Linked DNA regions of Anas platyrhynchos: region 1 is linked to region 2. The links are chromatin contacts, called in public Hi-C maps. All regions are on one chromosome and are shown on one strand. Each heading gives the region's core, a stretch centred on a gene start, on an enhancer-like site or on the middle of the called end of the contact. The rest is flanking DNA. Distances are from core to core; before and after follow the strand shown. Region 1 has its middle 16 kb from the start of PRR5L. Region 2 overlaps LDLRAD3 (low density lipoprotein receptor class A domain containing 3).

The links. A called contact is a pair of places that touch in the nucleus more often than the background predicts.
Region 1: a contact with region 2 is called in a Hi-C map of F5 follicle, with 2.3 times the contacts expected there. The contact joins two enhancer-like sites. A contact is called at or near these places in 4 of 8 Hi-C or Micro-C datasets (F5 follicle, liver, small yellow follicle and 1 more).

The regions. Positions count from the first base shown.
Region 1 is chr5:49,745,307-49,750,978 of IASCAAS_PekinDuck_T2T, forward strand. No RefSeq gene overlaps it. Among named protein-coding and RNA genes, the nearest start is that of PRR5L, 16 kb to the right of the region's middle. Within about 2 kb of position 4,100, at least 3 of the 8 cell types and tissues checked have an H3K27ac peak or open chromatin away from gene starts, as enhancers often do.
Region 2 is chr5:49,665,445-49,671,190 of IASCAAS_PekinDuck_T2T, forward strand. The region is part of intron 9 of LDLRAD3 (low density lipoprotein receptor class A domain containing 3); the gene reads left to right. Among named protein-coding and RNA genes, the nearest start is that of PRR5L, 96 kb to the right of the region's middle. Within about 2 kb of position 1,942, at least 1 of the 8 cell types and tissues checked has an H3K27ac peak or open chromatin away from gene starts, as enhancers often do.

The DNA of each region.
Region 1 (5,672 bases), core at 2,850-5,349, 82 kb after region 2:
CCAAAGCACAATTAAGACACGGTTGTTTTTCATTACAAGGAATTAGCTTTTTGCTGATGTGTGCATCGTGAGCCCAATACTGCTGACAGAGACGGGAGAGCTGGCTTCTAGCTAAAGCGAGGTCTCCGATTTACCCCTGCTTTCACTGCCTGCCACGTGCAGCACAGTGGCAGCTGAGGCATCCAAGTAGCCATCAATAGTAAGAAGTGTTGCCACCTTTTTGGAAACAATAGGGAATCATCACAGTAATGCCTAAAAGTGAATTTTGCTATGCTTTAGCAGACTCTTGGTTCCCCAGATCTGAGTGTGGTAAAACCTCCAGAGAATGTTATTAGAGGCTGGTTTTATTGCCTAGGCTTTCCTAGAGGTTTGGGTGTGGTGCAGTGGCTTTTAACCTCTTCATTTAAGCTTGCCTTGCTTAGACAAACCTTTTTGTGGTCTTCCAGAGCCTTTGCAAAGGGATGGGACCAGGCAGTGGGACTCCAGGACAGCTGGGACCTCTCCAGCCTTCCAGAAGCGTTCTTGCACAGCTCCCCGAGGACGTGTGGCTGCCCTCTGGGATGGCAGGTGAGAAGGAGCCTCTGCAGTGCAGAGAGGAGTGCTGCTAAAAACCTTTCACTGAGGTAAAGGCTTGGGGGATGTCCGTAGGACAGGTGCAGTGGGCCTGGGAGCTGAGCTGGAGTCCAGGAAGGCGGTGAAGACGTGGCCAATGTAAATCACTCGGGTTCTGTGTCCTCTCTGCAAAACCTTCTCATCTCAGCGCCTTTGGCAGGAGGTGTCTGTTAACAACTACACGGCACGCAGCTTAAAACGTGATGGTTTGTGCGGGTAAAGCCTGCTCTGTGTTTGGAGAGGCTGCACAAGAAAGGCTTGGGGCTGCAGCCTAACGCTAACCCGTGGGAGGCTGCAGGTTGTTCAGGGTCAGAGTGGAGGCAGCGTTGTTCATCAGGTGGGTGTGAGTGGTTCTATTTCACTGCGCCCTTTCAAGCAGCCTCGGATGCTGTGAGGGGAGGCATGCGAGGAAACTTCAAACATGTAAAAGGCTGCTGAAAAAAGGGAAAGGATCATTTGTTCTCCCACTGCCAAGTAGAAATTGGCTAAAATTTTGGATCCAGGCTGGCGACTGGGGAACATAACTTTGTTTAATAATTTTAAAAAGTAGAGGGGCACGGGGTTGGGAAGTGTTTAGTACCAGCTCAGAGAAAGAGGCGTCAGAAATGACCTTTTATCAGTCTCCTGCTGGAGTTGGTCTGTGGAGACCATCAGCCCAGCTTTGTGCCAGCTTTGATGTGGAGAGATGAGAGATCACACTCATCCACTGACACTGTCCTCATGGTACATTTGCTGGGGCATCATTTGTGGAGAGACTTTCATGCTTAGGTGCTGTTTTGCTGTTCTTTCTAAACTTTCCCTTGCTTCATGCCTCTCGGCTTATGGTGTGGAAAAAACAGAGAACTCTCTAAGCGACCTTTCAGTAACTTTGAGCAGTTTCTGGCCTGGCCTCGTGACACGCAGGCAGCTGTTTATTTATAAAGGAAGCTATGCAGACATGGCAAGGAGTTGGCTGTTGACCCTTGCAAAGTGTTGTAATAAGCTGGTGATGGAAGAAGGATAGGAAAAAATCAAAGCAAGTCTTTACATCAAAGGCAGAGAGAGGAGCCGCAATTAACATGGTCAGATGTGGGAGATTCAGCAGGGGAGAGAGCCGGTACCAGAATCTGCACTGATGTCCCCCCTGTCCAGACCCTATCAATCTTGCCAGGGAATTTGACAGGTGAGGAAAGTCAAAGAGCAGCTGAGGGATTCCGAAATCAAAGGACTTTGAAAGCTGGATCAGAGAATGGAGCGCGATTTCCCCATCTGCTTTGAATTTATTGTTGCTAATGAGGAAGCATCTGCTTTGAATTTATTGTTGCTAATGAGGTTGCTCTGGTCTGAGTGAGCACGCTGGACCAGAGGGGTCACTCGACATTTCCATCACATTCAAAGGAAGGTATCGGGGGACTTCTTCCTCCACGTTAACCCTTTCACTGTTAAGCACATATGAAAGAGCAATGTAAAGTGAGGTGGAAAAGGGGAAATACGTGTTTACTGCTTTCAAGCTGACCAAAGAGGTCAGTGGGGTCCTGTTTGGGTGCCTGACTGCTGGGAGCTCCTGCAGGCGAAGCTGAAAACCCCAGCACCAGTCCCTGCTGCCGACCAGCTCAGAAGCGTATCTGTTCCTTCTGCTCTGTCGCTGATGTTTGCCATGCTCAGTCTTCTCTGCAGAGCCAAAATTACAGGGCTGTGAATCCAAGACCTGCAAGTACCTTTGCTCTGTACGTGTAATTTATGCACAAAGCTGGGAATGGTTGAGCTGACCAGGTATTTATATCCAGGCTCCCCATCCCCTTCAGGTCAGGTGCTGTCCCCGGGAGCAGAATGTGTGTGACCGGGGCGGGCCTCTCTCCTCCGCCCCCCTGCTGTGTTTTCTAAGCAACGGGGACTGCACAGTGTGTGGGTGCAGGAGCAGATGAGAAAATTGGCTGATGAGCCTGAGGCAAGCGTTGGAGCTAATTGTGAGGCCTTTTGCATCCCATGGGAGTTAATCTTGAAATTGTCTGTTTTACATACCAGACGCTGACCTCTCCATCCCAGATTCCCCAAAACCTTTCTGTGCTTCCTGGCCTTTGCTGCCCACTCATGCTGCTGCCATCACATTTGATGTTCCCTGGCTCCTCTTGATAAAGCTGAAGGCACCAAAAGCCGCGGGGATCTGCTCGCAGAGGTGGTGATCCTTGCCCTGGGCTGAGCCAGTTGTCACTCCGGGCTGCTGCTCACCTGCAGGGCAGGAGCACTGGCGGAGACTCACAGAGCTGCAGATCTTCAGCAGGGGACAGAGAGTGCGAGGCAAAATGTTGGTGTGAGAGCTGACTCCCTGGCATACTCAAGGAGCTTGTTTGTGCAAGCTGCTGCTGCAACAGGGGCTCGGTGGCTTGCACGCAAACTGCATCTTGTCCTGAGAGCTGCAGAGCTCGGAGCCCAGCTGGCTGCTGGGGTGGATGCTGGTTGTGAACAGCTCAGGGTTTGGGGCTGGGAAACTTGCAGAGTGGGTGCTTGGAGTGGGTTCACCTCCTGTGAATCATTTTCTATTAAATTTTCTATTAAATCGTATTAAAACACAGCATGCGGTGAGACACATCAGCCCCGGCCATTCAGGAGGCACAGCACGGCCTCACCTGGCACTTCCAACCCAACCAGGTCCTGTCTGACTGAGGCATGGCAGAGGCAGCTCATTTTGAGAGACAAAAGTGTCTTCCCAGGCTGTCTGATTCTCTCTGGCTCCCTCTTCTGAAAACACCGTGAGTTACTTTTCATTCCTTTCCTTTCCTTTGTCTTACAGAAAGAATCTTTGGGTGCTGTTGTTCCTGCTTTAGTTCTTTGTTCCCCTTACGCCGTGCCGCTGCAGTGATGTGCTTATCACACTCCCAAAATGCACTGATGTGGGCGCTTGCTTAACTGTGGTGGACTGAGTGGCTGAACCAGGAGGTTTTGGGGAGCTCAAAGCCCTGGGCTGACATTGCACTTGAAGGAGTCACCCATGAGCAGTCTCGGTTTGCAATCAAACTCAGGTGCATGACAATGGCTGCTGTGCCCTCTCCTTCTTACTGCTCTTCTGAAAGACTTTCCCTTTCCTGAGGTATTTCTTCCCTGGTTGCCTCCCCGACTGTCAGGGTGTGTGGTTTTAGGGTGATCCATCATCCAGCTTCAGCAGCACCGTGCTGGGTCTCTTAGCAGCGCTGCTGAGGCTGGATCGGTGGATTGCGGTCATGTAGGAAATACCAGACAGAACAAGGTCCCAGGGTGGATGCAGGGTGCCGTGGCCATTGGTTGCTGTGATATTTAGGATTATGCTTTCAAGTGAAACGCTGGGAATTAGTGAGACAATGAGTTTTCAAGGACATTGTGTCTACTGGGAATGTTTAAACCCAGCAATATCCAGTCGATAACGTAACAGGATTAAAGCTTGTTGCATCAGAATCAGCACAATTTTGTTGCCAACTAGGAGCTAGGCACAAAAGCCCTTATGCAGCAGTTAATGGTCTTATCTGGAGACCTTCCTGCTTACAGCCCACTGAATTGCAAACACCGACCGACGATTTAAGGCACTGCCTGGCGTCAAAAGCTCCTCTGAGCTGCCGCCCAGTTGGTGCTGCTGCTGCACCAGCTGGAGGCAGGGCTGAGTGACCCAGGCACCGAAACCGTGGGCACAGACACGTCCTGTGCGCCCAGCACTGCCTGCCTCGGGGGGTCTGACCTTTCGGGGGCAGGCTAGGATTAGTGGGGATATTTTCAATGCAAGCTGCGTTTTTTCTGGTGATCTATAGGTATTGATCCTCCAAGCCAAAGGTTTTGCGAAGTCTAATTTTGGCCAGGTGTTAGCAATCCATGGACGTGCTTTGAAAGAGCAGCATGCTGTAGGCCAGAGGTGCTCGCAACATGGCAGGGAGCAGCTGGGGGGGGCTTGGTCTGTGCTGTGGTGTGCTTGGTGTGCTCCCAAAGATGTGAGAGGCAGCAGCAGTCTGAGGGGCTGTTTCAGGGTTTTAAAAAAAGGTTTGTGACATATTCTGCCCAAGTCGAGACACGATAGATCTCGAGGGGAGAGCAATGGACCCGTAAACCTCTTTGTGGGCCAGCCCTAATGAAGGACAACACCTGAGCATAGCTGGTTCATCGCAGGCCTTTCTCCGTCAGGTGTGGGATTTCCAAACATCGTAAATGCGGTAATAAAAGTGGGTTAATAAGGCAATAAATGGCAATCATGAGGTCCCTGGTTGACTACAAGAAGAAAAAAAAGAAGTCTATATTTATTTCCCTGCTCTTCTCCACCGCTGAGGTGCTGCTGGATCTGCAGGCTCTGCAGGCCCCTCCCAAAGGCCTGCCCAAGCCGTACTGCCCTCCAGGACAGATTAATCCTGTAGCAAATCCCACAGCAAAGGGCGGAAAACCAGGCAGCTCCAACCGAACCACCCTGGGCAACAGGGACCTAGCTGTGTGGATGAAATTTGTGTCCATGAGTCAACCTTGGATCATCCAGGCTCAGAGCACTCGGAGGCACCACAGCCCCCCTGCTCTGCAGGGGCACATGCATCACAGGCAGGAGTACTGCGGGAATTCAAATACATGAAATTTCTTACAACCCAGCCTATTCATCTCCCCAGTCACAGACAAGTGAAAGGAGAGGCGAGGCTAAAGCACAAAAAGCACTGGAGGTAGGGAGAAGAGCAGGGGCTGTATTCGGGGGAACCATCTCGGTGGTTGCTGCTTGCTGAAAGCAGCTGCCAGCTTACCTGGAAGGTCTGAAAGCGAGATGAGGCAAATGGGGCCTCTTCCGAAACAAACAAATGTGCTGCTCCTTCGCTGTGGCCTCTATTCACAGCTTCCTTCTGAAGCTTTTCCATATGAATGAGGTGGAAGGACAAACTTGTAAAGTGGGTCAGGGAGAGGTGAAGACTTGCTCTCAGCTATAAACCCCAGCAGGACACGACTCCTTTGAAGAGCATTGTAATAATGATTTAGGTTTAAGTTCAGGAGTCAAAGCCTGTTGTATTTTCAAAGCTGTGTGGTGCTGTGCTTCTAAGGAACCGGGGAGAGTGATAAATTCTGCAAAACACTGTTTTCTTTGTAGGCAG
Region 2 (5,746 bases), core at 692-3,191:
TGCTGCCTTTGTCAGCTAACGAGCAGCAGATGGTGCAGATTCAGAGCATGGCACATCATCCGTGCTAAGTGCCTGGCATGACAGCAGCCAGAATGAGAGGTACCAAACACCCAGAAGTCTAGATTTTCCTTCATCAGTCTTCCAAAAGCCATTTCTTACAAGCCACGTCGGTGCATTCAGCTGCAAGCAAGTCGTGGTGCACAGTGAATGCAGTGACCAGCTGTCTTAGTCCGAGGGCTGAAGGCTGTGGGTAGGGGGCTAAAAAGGTCTCACACAAGGACAGCCTCGGGGCAGGGGTTTCTTGTATTAGGAACTTACATATCTCATGCCTTTCTGTTTCCAGTTGCCACTGTTACTTGAATCAACCATAAAGGCTTTGTTCTGAGAGATGGCTGAGCACTAGGGCATCACTGGTGCTTGTGAGACTGCTGCCAACAGCCTGACCTGTGCAGGCTGCTGGGAGCTGGCCCATGCAGGAACGCCTGGGACTGCAGGAGGAAAAGGCTCAGTTTGTTGCCAGCAGTTCAGCAGCAGCAGGTCTTACTCTGGTTGTCCTTCAGACAGTTGAGAGTCTTTACATGCAGGTCTTCTCTGTGGGGGAGAGTGTCTTCATTAACTGAAGTGCTTCATGGAAATGGGGAATGTTAACTAGCGTTCCCCAGGCAGGTGTTGAGGCCACCTGCCAAGCAAGCTTCTGCTGAGGGTCTGCCTTGTCTCACCTGATTGCAAAGCACATTCGTCTTCAGACACATTCTTCTTCTTCCTTAAAAAAGAAGTGTTTTCTGGGGGAACTTCTTTGAGCAGTGTGTAGCAGGAGTGTTTTCTTGACCTATTTGTGTTTTTGTGATCGTAGCCATACTTCCATTGCCCTTGCAAGCATTTTTAAATCTTTGGCAGAATAATACTCGAGGTAGCACTGTAGTTACTTGTTCATTGCTGGGGTGCTGGCATATCAATCCTTTATTTCTTCTTCTCTTGTATGTCTCTTAACCGTGTTCTTGCTTTATCCCTGTAGAGTTTGAGTTGTGTGTTTATATATAAACACAGTATATTTTCACACTCCACTCCGTCTATCTTCTCTATATTGGGTATATTTTCAGTTCCATGTAATCTATCTAAACGCACACAACATTTTATATAAATGTCTTACAGTCTCAGAAGACTTAATGAATCTTTTGGTGTTGTCAGGAGTGGAGTGAGGGGGCGGCACAACGACGCTTGCATCATTCGTACCTGTTTCTGTCTGCACTCTTGTTCTTCACTGACCTTGCATTGGTGGGGAGTTAGGCTGGGTTAGCAGAACAGTGCAATTTGGAAATACAGGCACCAGTAACTGTTTTTTAGTTTCCCAAAGGTTTCCCATGCGTTTTTGTTGCAACTCCAATTTAAAACCCACCTACCAGACAAATGTTTACTGCTCCCTCTGGTGTTCGCTTCCAACGGGTTTCACTGCTCAGCGTGTCCAGGAATGGAGTCTCTGCAGGGAAGTGTTCATAACAAACAATTACACACAGTTGTGGATAAGACAGAAAAAGTCTTTTTGTAAGAATGCTAAAGGAAACCCACACTCTGCAATTAACAGCCCGAGTTTCCTAGATTATGTGCTGGATCTTTTCCTGTGCTCTGAAACCTTTTCAGTTGGAAAACCGAAAATCTTGCAGAACAAAGGCAGGTTTGTGCAGTTTTCGTCTTCAGACCGGCACTTCAGATGTATGTTGACTGACTTAATTACATTCAGCTTCAACAAGAGGTAGTTTATGAAGAACTGTGGGTGTTAAAAGCTAAATGATGTCAGAGGGATGGAAGGTTTTTTTCCTCTTCAAAAAGCCTGCTGAAACTGAAGTCATAACTGATGAAGGTGCTCTGTGGTTGTGCAAGCCCAGCGCAGGCAGCGGTAGGAAGGAGGAGGACTGAGAGAGAACTGTACCAGCATAAAACACGTCATGTGCGTGGAAACCTCAGGTTGGCATGGTCAAACTCTTTGTCCTGCCCTCTTGCTGATGCAGGGTAGGTTTCAGAAGAGGCCCTTTAGATGATTTGTGCTTCTCACTGCTTTAAAAAAAAAAAAAAAAAAGTTTCATGGGGTTTACCCTTGAGATTAGGAGCATGCTTCAAATCTCTTCTGTAGGAAGATTACACACTGGAATTACATTAAGGCACATTATGTACTTGTGTTTTTCCCTGTGTAAGTCTCAAAATTAAAATGGCAAGATGGATTGAATTTACTAATAAAGGGTCATTGCTCTTGACCCAAATCTTTCTGGTGACAGTCTGGATTTATGTGTTTGTCCTCACCTCTCCTTATGCTTTGCTGTGAGAGCAGTCACATTCATGACATCCACAGTGCTAAGAATAAGTTAGCAGATCTACTAGCCGCTTTAAAAGATGGAGAGAAAAGGTCTTGTGGAGAACAGTGGGTTCTGCGATCTCTATAAGCTCTTTAATGGCTGCTTATTACCATCCTACAATTATTACAGCTGCAGTTGTTTTGCTTGGGGTTTAGCCACTCAGCAGAGTCAGCCTGATGAATGGCTTTCATGTAAAGGAACAAAGGGCACAAAGTAACTCTGGCTGCTATCCTTTTAAATTCCAGGCTTTAGGCTCAACGAGCAGAGCTCAGTGCACTGGAGAATGAGCTGCAGCGTTTTGTTAATAAGAAATGTCTGCCCAGTTCGGAATTAAGATCAGTAAGCTCTAGGGATTGTCCAAACCAGCCGAGATCTCCTAGAAATGCAGCAGCAGGCCAAGAGTCTAGAGTAGGTTTAATCCTACCCATCTGTAAAGGCTACTGACTTGGTGGTGTTTAATATATCAGTGGTCACCACAAAGCTACTCATAAGGCATCGCTAAAGCTTGGTGTTAACTAAGGGTAATGCCTCAGAGAAAGAGGAGGAGAGATACTTTCAAGAGACACCTTTGGATCCCTAGGAGTAAGATCCAGCAGTGCATGCCTTCGGCACCTTCTTGGACTCCCCATCATCTCACCTGCTGCAGTCTCTTGCTGCTAGCCAGGTGCACTTTTAGCTTCAAGGGGTTTCCATGGGTGGTTTCTGATAGATTGAGATTCTCTCTTGCTAGCTAACAGCTTATAATAGCGTGAGCTAATTAGTTGTGACGTGTGTCGTATTGAAGCTCATCACATTTTGGAAAAGATGGATAACAAATAATTGATACTTACAGGTAAGTGATTTAGCAATCTGTCACTTTTAAAAATGGAACTTCAGAATGAAAATCACTGTGACGCTTATGAGGATTTTACCTTAAGAGTCTGACACGATGCAGAAGTAAGTATTAGAGCTGGGCTTGTGCTCTGTAGTTCTTCAAACCCATACCCGCCACTTCAGGAGGTGTGGAGTGGCTGTGACATAGCTCATGGTGCTAACAGGAGGCTTAGGTGGCTGCGACCTTCAGGCGTTGTTTGTGTGCAGTTCTGGAGATGGTGACGAGCCTCTGCTGTAAGTGAATGTGTCCAGAGACAGCTGAACAGCTGATCTGTGTAAGCAAGGTAGCAGACAAGTACTGGCTGATGTAAAGTACTCTGCAGTCCCCCATGAGCATGAAGGAGGATGGCATAAGAAGCAAGATAAAGACATAGAGATAAATATAAAAGCAGTATGTTAAAATAACTAATATGATTACAGGAACTACAAGACTTCAAAACTCAGTGTTCCTGCTAATAAAAGACATGTGAAATAGTAGAAGTATGAAGTGCCTCTTTTCTTTTTTCTCCTCTGAGGGAATTATCTGGGAATTTAACTTTCCATATCAGCTGGACAACAGTCTCCCATTGTGGTCTCCTACTTTTCCATTCCATTTCTGTAATAAAGCCGATAAGTATTTTTTTTTTTCCTCAACTACTTACTTTTTTTTTTGAAAATGTGGGATGAAAAAATGTAACTTGCAAACTGGAAAGCTTGTGCCAGTCACAGTAAAAAAAAAAAAAAAAAAAAAAAGCTGCAGCCAAAGTAGATTTTGTGTATTTATGTTAATGGAGTAAGCATTGTCATGCACTAGTTTTCCAGGCTGACAGATATTGTGCAAACAACAATCTTACAAAACTATACAAAAACAATCTTCAGTGGCCCAGTTCTTATTTACAGTCCCGTAATAATGTGTGTAAAAGGCTAATGAATCTAAGGTATTGCTGAATAACTAGAATCTATAGCAGGAAATTAGGAGTTCTTCTGTAAAAGCACTTGTGCGTATATATGCACAGAAAACCTCTGTCTTAAGATCAATGCGTGCTTTTAGGCGTCCTTGTATTTTTATTTATGCTTCCTGGTTGACCTGACATATTTGTTGCTTGATGCTAATGCACCACCTGCAAATAATTTTCAGATACACCTCTGGGTTCCCAGACCCAGGAAAAACTCCTGGAGATCCAGGAAGGAAACCAAAGCTCCTAAGGAAACCCGGCTTCAGAGGCAGAACACAAGGCTTACTGAACCTTCACCTGCAAGTCATCAGTATATCATGTTGTCACTGCTTAGCTTCCACTGCCTCACATATAGCAATGTTTTGCACTGATGCTTAAAATCTGGGAGGCTTTCAGTAATCATCCAGCAGTTCTTTTGGCTGTAGTGCTTCTGATCTTTGGGAGACTTTGAGCTACACCTTGACTGTGCTGCTTCTAATGTTCTGCCTCCTTGGTCAGTGTGAAACAGGTGCAAGCCCTGCTTGCTTATTCCCTTTGGAAGACTAAAAAAAATCCAGCTCAAATGACTGATTGGGTCGCTTGGTCTGAGTCTTCCTTCCAATTGCTTCAGTGGAACAAAAAAGCTGATGTGATGGAAGGGTCAGGAGGGGATGGGGAAGTGTCTGGCCACAGGAGCAAGGAAGGACTCGGGGGAATCAGGTCAGGTCCCCAGCGCCCAGCTCAGTCCCCTCAGGGGCCTGCTTTCCCAAGGCTGCCCATTGCACCATGGTGGTACTCTGAAGGCCCACAGGTATTACTTCCCTGTGTGTTTTTCTGTGATGTCTTATCTTCCAGAAGTGGAATGTCTCCTAACAAGTTCTGAAGTGATTTGTGAAGTGTTAGACGGCAAGCCTGAAAGCTGAAAGAGAACCCTGCTCTCCCAACCTGCAATACATTTCCAACATGAGGCTGGCTTTGCCATTAAGCCGTTACTGTTTTTATGGACCTTAATTTTCCCCTCCAGCAAAATGCTGTTTCCAGAGCTGCTGTAGGTAAGATACCCCCAAGAATCCAGCCTGTATTACAGCACTCATGGGAAGTGAAGCAAAAAGGGAATTGGCTTCTGAAACCTTGCTGGCTGCCTTCAGGTGTACGTGCACTGCCACAACTCGTCAGCAATCAAATGTCAGGGCTTTGGTGGCATTCACGCGGAGTGAGGGGGGCAGGCACAGAGGTGCTGTATTTTATCTGGTGTTCATAATGCAGAAACTCAGCTGGGAAAGGAAAATCATCATCTTTGGCAAAAGGATTTCTTAACTGCTCTTTGAACATGCTGCTCTCCAGGATGTAAAAATAGCTTGGAGTGCCGTTTAGCCAGCAGAACCACTGGAATATCAGCTTTACTGAAGTTTTTTAGCAAATTTCTTAGATAGGTGACAAGCATCGGGATTCTTAAACAAAGCTGAACTTTAAACAATGCATGAAATGAGCGCCTGCATTAATTGAGAAGATGCTGCAAGCCAGCTGCTAATCTTTCTGTCACTTACTGAGATGGCTCACAAACCTGGAATACCAAACTAGAATTAACTCTTACTTTCATTCATGATTAAG